Linked DNA regions of Delphinus delphis: region 1 is linked to region 2. Evidence: chromatin contacts called from public Hi-C data. All regions are on one chromosome and are shown on one strand. Each heading gives the region's core, a stretch centred on a gene start, on an enhancer-like site or on the middle of the called end of the contact. The rest is flanking DNA. Distances are from core to core; before and after follow the strand shown. Region 1 holds the start of LOC132432614 (heat shock 70 kDa protein 1B). Region 2 holds the start of C10H6orf47 (chromosome 10 C6orf47 homolog).

Region 1 (2,700 bases), core at 141-2,640, 140 kb after region 2:
CGCAGTGGTAGAGAGTCCGCCTGCCGATGCAGGGGACACGGGTTCGTGCCCCGGTCCGCGAAGATCCCACATGCCGCGGAGCGGCTGGGCCCGTGAGCCATGGCCGCTGAGCCTCCGCGTCCGAAGCCTGTGCTCCGCAACGGGAGAGGCCACAATAGTGAGCAGGCCCGCGTACCCAAAAAAAAAAAAAAAAAAAAAGGCATAAAGGAAACAGGGGGGTGGCCCGGAACCCAGGCTGGGAAAGTGAGGAACTGGGAGAAGCCCCAAAGGCCTAATGATAGCTGAATTTCTTTTTTTTTTTTTTTTGCGGCACACGGGCCTCTGTTGCGGAGCACAGGCTCCGGATGCGCAGGCTCAGCGGCCATGGCTCACGGGCTCAGCCGCTCCGCGGCCTGTGGGATCTTCCCGGACCGGGGAAGGAACCCGTGTCCCCTGCATCAGCAGGCAGACTCTCTACCACTGCGCCACCAGGGAAGCCCGATAGCTGAATTTCTATAGAGATCATTTTTCTTTCTCAAGTCCCAGTCCAGCCCGAGGAAAACGGGAGCGATTCTGGGCGGGGACAGGGGCGCGGTGGATCCAACCCTGCCCTTCCCTCCCCACGCCCCTGACCGAACGCGTCCCTTTTAAGGCGTTGGGAACTTCTCCAATTTAAGAACCGTCTGTTTACCTGATTACTTTTCTTTTGAAAATTAAAATTTTCCCATCCCCAGATATTCCATCCATATAGGGCTAAAGATGACGCCAAAACTATACTTCATTATCTCTTTCCTTGTCCGTCCTACTTTAAAAATAAGATGGGAAAAACGCCGGGAGGGCCAAGGCAATTCTCAGGCAGCCTGGCCCCTCCGCGAACCGGTCCAAACGTGGCTGCTTCCATCAGCGTCAGGCTCCAATCAGCGTCTCTTTGGGCCACAGATACCCCACCCTCTTAGAGAAACTCCGGATCTTTCTGTAATTTGGGTCTCCCCGGAATCGTGTACCCCCTAATCCTACTTTAAACAACCAAACTTATTTGAGCCCCACGAGCCTCTCACCGCCCTACTTGTTACAAGCCTAGGACTCATCCTTCCGGTCGACAGCCAACTACTTGGCAGGCGGCTCACCAGGGAAACGGAGACTGTGTGGGCGGAGTCAACAACGACTCTTCCCAGGGCCTCTCCCCCCTCCCCTTAGGACTCCCGTTTCCTCCAGCGAATCCGAGAAGAGTCTGGAGAGTTCTGGGAGGGGTGGCACCCACGGGGCTGATTGGTCCCAGAAAACCAGGGGGCAGGACCTGAGGAGAAACCCCTGGAATATTCCCGACCCGGCAGCCACACTGAGCTCGGTGATTGGCTGAGGAGGGAAAAGGCGGAGCTTGTTGAAAAATTATAAACACAGAGCAGCCCTCAGAGAAACGGCGAGCCTTGAGAGAGCTACTAAGATTCGTGTAGTTGGTGAGAGCAGCTTCTGCAGACACACTCTTTGCGAACACCACCCCGAGCGGCACCGGCGCGTTCGGTTTCGGAATCCGAAAGAACCGAGCTCCTCGTCGCTGAACTCGTTGGCCGTTTTCAGGTCTGAAGTTCGTTGCGGAGCCGAGAGGACAGGACACCGGCATGGCGAAAAGCACGGCCATTGGCATCGATCTGGGCACCACCTACTCCTGCGTGGGGGTGTTCCAGCACGGCAAAGTAGAGATCATCGCCAACGATCAGGGCAACCGCACCACCCCCAGCTACGTGGCCTTCACGGACACCGAGCGGCTCATCGGCGACGCGGCCAAGAACCAGGTGGCGCTGAACCCACAGAACACCGTGTTCGACGCGAAGCGGCTGATCGGCCGCAAGTTTGGCGACCCTGTGGTGCAGTCGGACATGAAGCACTGGCCTTTCCGGGTGATCAACGACGGTGACAAGCCCAAGGTGCAGGTGAGCTACAAGGGGGAGACCAAGGCGTTCTACCCCGAGGAGATCTCGTCGATGGTGCTGACCAAGATGAAGGAGATCGCCGAGGCGTACCTGGGCCACCCGGTAAGCAACGCGGTGATCACTGTGCCGGCCTACTTCAACGACTCGCAGCGCCAGGCCACCAAGGATGCCGGGGTGATCGCGGGGCTGAACGTGCTGAGGATCATCAACGAGCCCACGGCTGCCGCCATCGCCTACGGCCTGGACCGGACGGGCAAGGGGGAGCGCAACGTGCTCATCTTTGACCTGGGCGGGGGCACGTTCGACGTGTCCATCCTGACGATCGACGACGGCATCTTCGAGGTGAAGGCCACGGCCGGGGACACCCACCTGGGTGGGGAGGACTTCGACAACAGGCTGGTGAACCACTTCGTGGAGGAGTTCAAGAGGAAGCACAAGAAGGACATCAGCCAGAACAAGCGGGCCGTGAGGCGACTGCGCACCGCCTGCGAGAGGGCCAAGAGGACCCTGTCGTCCAGCACCCAGGCCAGCCTGGAGATCGATTCCCTGTTCGAGGGCATCGACTTCTACACGTCCATCACCAGGGCGCGGTTCGAAGAGCTGTGCTCGGACCTGTTCCGGAGCACCCTGGAGCCCGTGGAGAAGGCTCTGCGCGACGCCAAGCTGGACAAGGCTCAGGTCCACGACCTGGTCCTGGTGGGGGGCTCCACCCGCATCCCCAAGGTGCAGAAGCTGCTGCAGGACTTCTTCAACGGGCGCGACCTCAACAAGAGCATCAACCCCGACGAGG
Region 2 (2,700 bases), core at 194-2,693:
TCCAAGGCTGCCCGCAAGGGCCTTGAGCACAGCCCTAGCAGGGCTGAGGCCAGGAGCTCCAGCAGGTGCAGGGTCAGGTTGGTGGAGATCTGCAGACACTCCTCTGGGTCCCCCAGGTACTGGTAGGGAGCCCCTGCTCCCCCACCTGTTTCCCCCCGCAGCCAGCCCAGCAGCTTCTGACGCTGGCCAGGCTTCTCCGCTGGGGCTTCAAGCCCAGGGGGGCTCAGTCCCTCTTCAGGGGACACACCAGGCTTCTTGGTGCCACCTGAGTCCACAGGATCCCATCCTGGTTTGAGAATGGTCTCTCCAGCCTCCAATCTCCCAGACTCTTGAGTGCTAGAGACAGTCTCATCCCACTTGAGAGAATCCATTTTTTTGCACCCCAGTTGCTCAACTTGGGACTCCCTGCTTGGTTCTGGAGCAGCCCCAGAGCTCCCCTGTGCACCTGAGTCCTTGGTCTTGGGAGGCCCCAGATCTCCCATGGTTTCTGGGGCACTGTCCCAGTCACTCCCTGAATTCTCAGAGGAGCTGTCCATCCGTCTGGGTTCTGGGGCGGGCAGGTCAGGCCTCGTTGATTTCCAGCGGCCCCAGGGGCGAGGTAGCCAGCCACCAAGCTGTCGCAGGAACATGGTTGGGGTGTGTAATGAGCCCCCAAATTCTGGGGCTGCTTCCTGGCACTGCTTAGACGCTCAGGTTTGGGGGCTGAGGGTTTCCTCAGAAGCCACAGTCTGTTCAGGCTCAGAAGAACAGGTATCTGCTGGTGAGTCCTACTCTGAATTCAGAAGTGGCTCCCCACTTCCCTGGATGGTCATGCAGCCTCAAGTGTGTCAAGCGGCTTGTTTCCTTTACAGTTTTGAGGTAAAGGAAGGCACATCCAAGTTCATTCACCACCACCACCCAGCACACAAGATTCCAAAAGTCTCAGGATCTGACAAAGCCTGGGTCACCCCCACAGTGTCCTCCCTGTTTTCCAGGTTTATTTCCCAGCAGGCAGCACCCCAAGTTTCACTCACCAAGCCTACGTCCCAAGGTGCCCCAGCAACTGGGGAGGAGGTTCTCCCAAGAAGGAAGGAAGGAAGGAAGGTGGCCCTGGGTCCTAGGTGCTCCGGAGCGGGAGAGTCCTGAACTGCTGCCCTAAGGCAGCTCAGGAAGAAGTCTCTTGTTAGGTGAGTGAGGGAAGAGGTATCCGGCAAACTCCAGCCAGCAACGTTCGTCCCTTGATTCAGAGGGCTATGAACCCTATAAAGTGGCCCCACCGGCCCCTGAGCACGCAGCTGAGACTCGGTCTCCGCGAGGTCAGGCCGGAGATGTCCTCGGAGATCCCGGTTGCCAGGCAAAGCGCGGGCCTGCCTGGGGAGCCAGGCGTCCAGGCGCTGCAGCCCCTCCCGGGCCCAGCGTCCGGGCCGCGGCCTCGCGGATCCGCCCGGAGCCGCAGAGCCCGGAAGCAGCTGCACCGGGACTAGAGGGACAGGCGGAGGCGGGGCCCGCAGCTCGCGGGGCGGACCCTGCCGATCCACCACCGCCCCGCGCCCGCGCTGCTTGTGCGCGCCATCAGTGCGCACCTGGCCGTACCGCGGGGCGCAGAGTCAAGATCACGGGGACCCAACGCCTGAATGTAAACCCAGCTTTCCCTTTTCGTCGTCTAGAGCCCCCGTGACGCCAGTGTTCCCTTAAACTCGCCCGCCCCCTTTAGTCCCCTTTTCTTGTTTATGATTTCATGAAAGGATTTTCCGGAAAAGAAAGCTGAGAGGAGGCTTGGGACTTGAGTAGCCCTTCCTTGCTCCTCCATGCACGTATTTTACCTCTTGGATTTGACGACAGTGAGCGCTTCATGTGCCTGGCACCTAGTATGAGCAGCACAAGGGAGGCGCGGGAGACGAAGTGTGGGAAGGGCAAGTGTAGACAAATAGGATGTGCTTCCTGCCCTCAGGAGTTTTCAGGTATCAAAATGAACAACCTTGGCTTAAAGTGTGTATTTGGGAGGCCAGAGTTCTGGTCCCAGTTTCAGCTAATAGCCTACAGGCTGCATAATCTTAGGCCCTCCTATCACACTGGCCTCTTCCTGCAAGACCCTACCCACTCTCATCACCTCTGAGCCTTCCCTGACCTCCTCTATCACCATGCATTGTATTTGATCACATCCTGTCTCCTCCAGCTGTGAGCAACCTGAAGACTGGGAAAGTCTCTTACTCCCTATTCTTAGCACATAGTATATGAACTTTGTTTGTGAAATCAATGATTGAATTGAGTGGGCAAGGGATGGAGTGGGCAGGGGATGCCTTCTGAGGGAAGTTAGACTTGCATAGAGATGGGCAATTCCTGGTTCAGGGATTGAAAAAATAGGTGGGGCACTCTGGGCAGCGGCTGGGACTAGGAGCGAACCAGACTGGCAGGGAGGTGACCCTATCATACCACCTAGCAGAGCTGCTGCCTCTTCTGGCTCAGGTAGAATTTCATGTGGCCCCCAGCCTGTTTGGCTTCCCTGCAACAGCTTCCAGAAAAGTGAATAAAACACCAAAGAGGGGGAAAAGCTTGATTTATTTCTCAACTCTCAGCCTCTTTTCTCCCACAGGCAGAGTCCACTGATCAAAACCTGAAGGTCTGGAACCTGGGCAGGCCCCAGGAAGTAGAAGCCCAAGTGCCTAGGTCAGGGGCCCAAGTTCAGACTTCAGCAGCAGACCAGGGTCAGAACTTGCCAAG

The links. A called contact is a pair of places that touch in the nucleus more often than the background predicts.
Region 1: a Hi-C map of lung shows a contact between it and region 2, with 2.9 times the contacts expected there. The contact joins the promoter of LOC132432614 here to the promoter of C10H6orf47 in region 2. A contact is called at or near these places in 2 of 3 Hi-C or Micro-C datasets (lung and muscle).

The regions. Positions count from the first base shown.
Region 1 is chr10:23,403,982-23,406,681 of mDelDel1.2, forward strand. LOC132432614 (heat shock 70 kDa protein 1B) reads left to right here and starts at 1,391. Exons shown (of 1, transcript XM_060023263.2): 1 at 1,391-2,700. The coding sequence starts at 1,599.
Region 2 is chr10:23,266,240-23,268,939 of mDelDel1.2, forward strand. It overlaps C10H6orf47 (chromosome 10 C6orf47 homolog), which reads right to left and starts at 1,444. Exons shown (of 1, transcript XM_060023286.1): 1 at 1-1,444. The coding sequence starts at 629. It overlaps GPANK1 (G-patch domain and ankyrin repeats 1), which reads right to left. Exons shown (of 4, transcript XM_069541121.1): 4 at 2,414-2,700.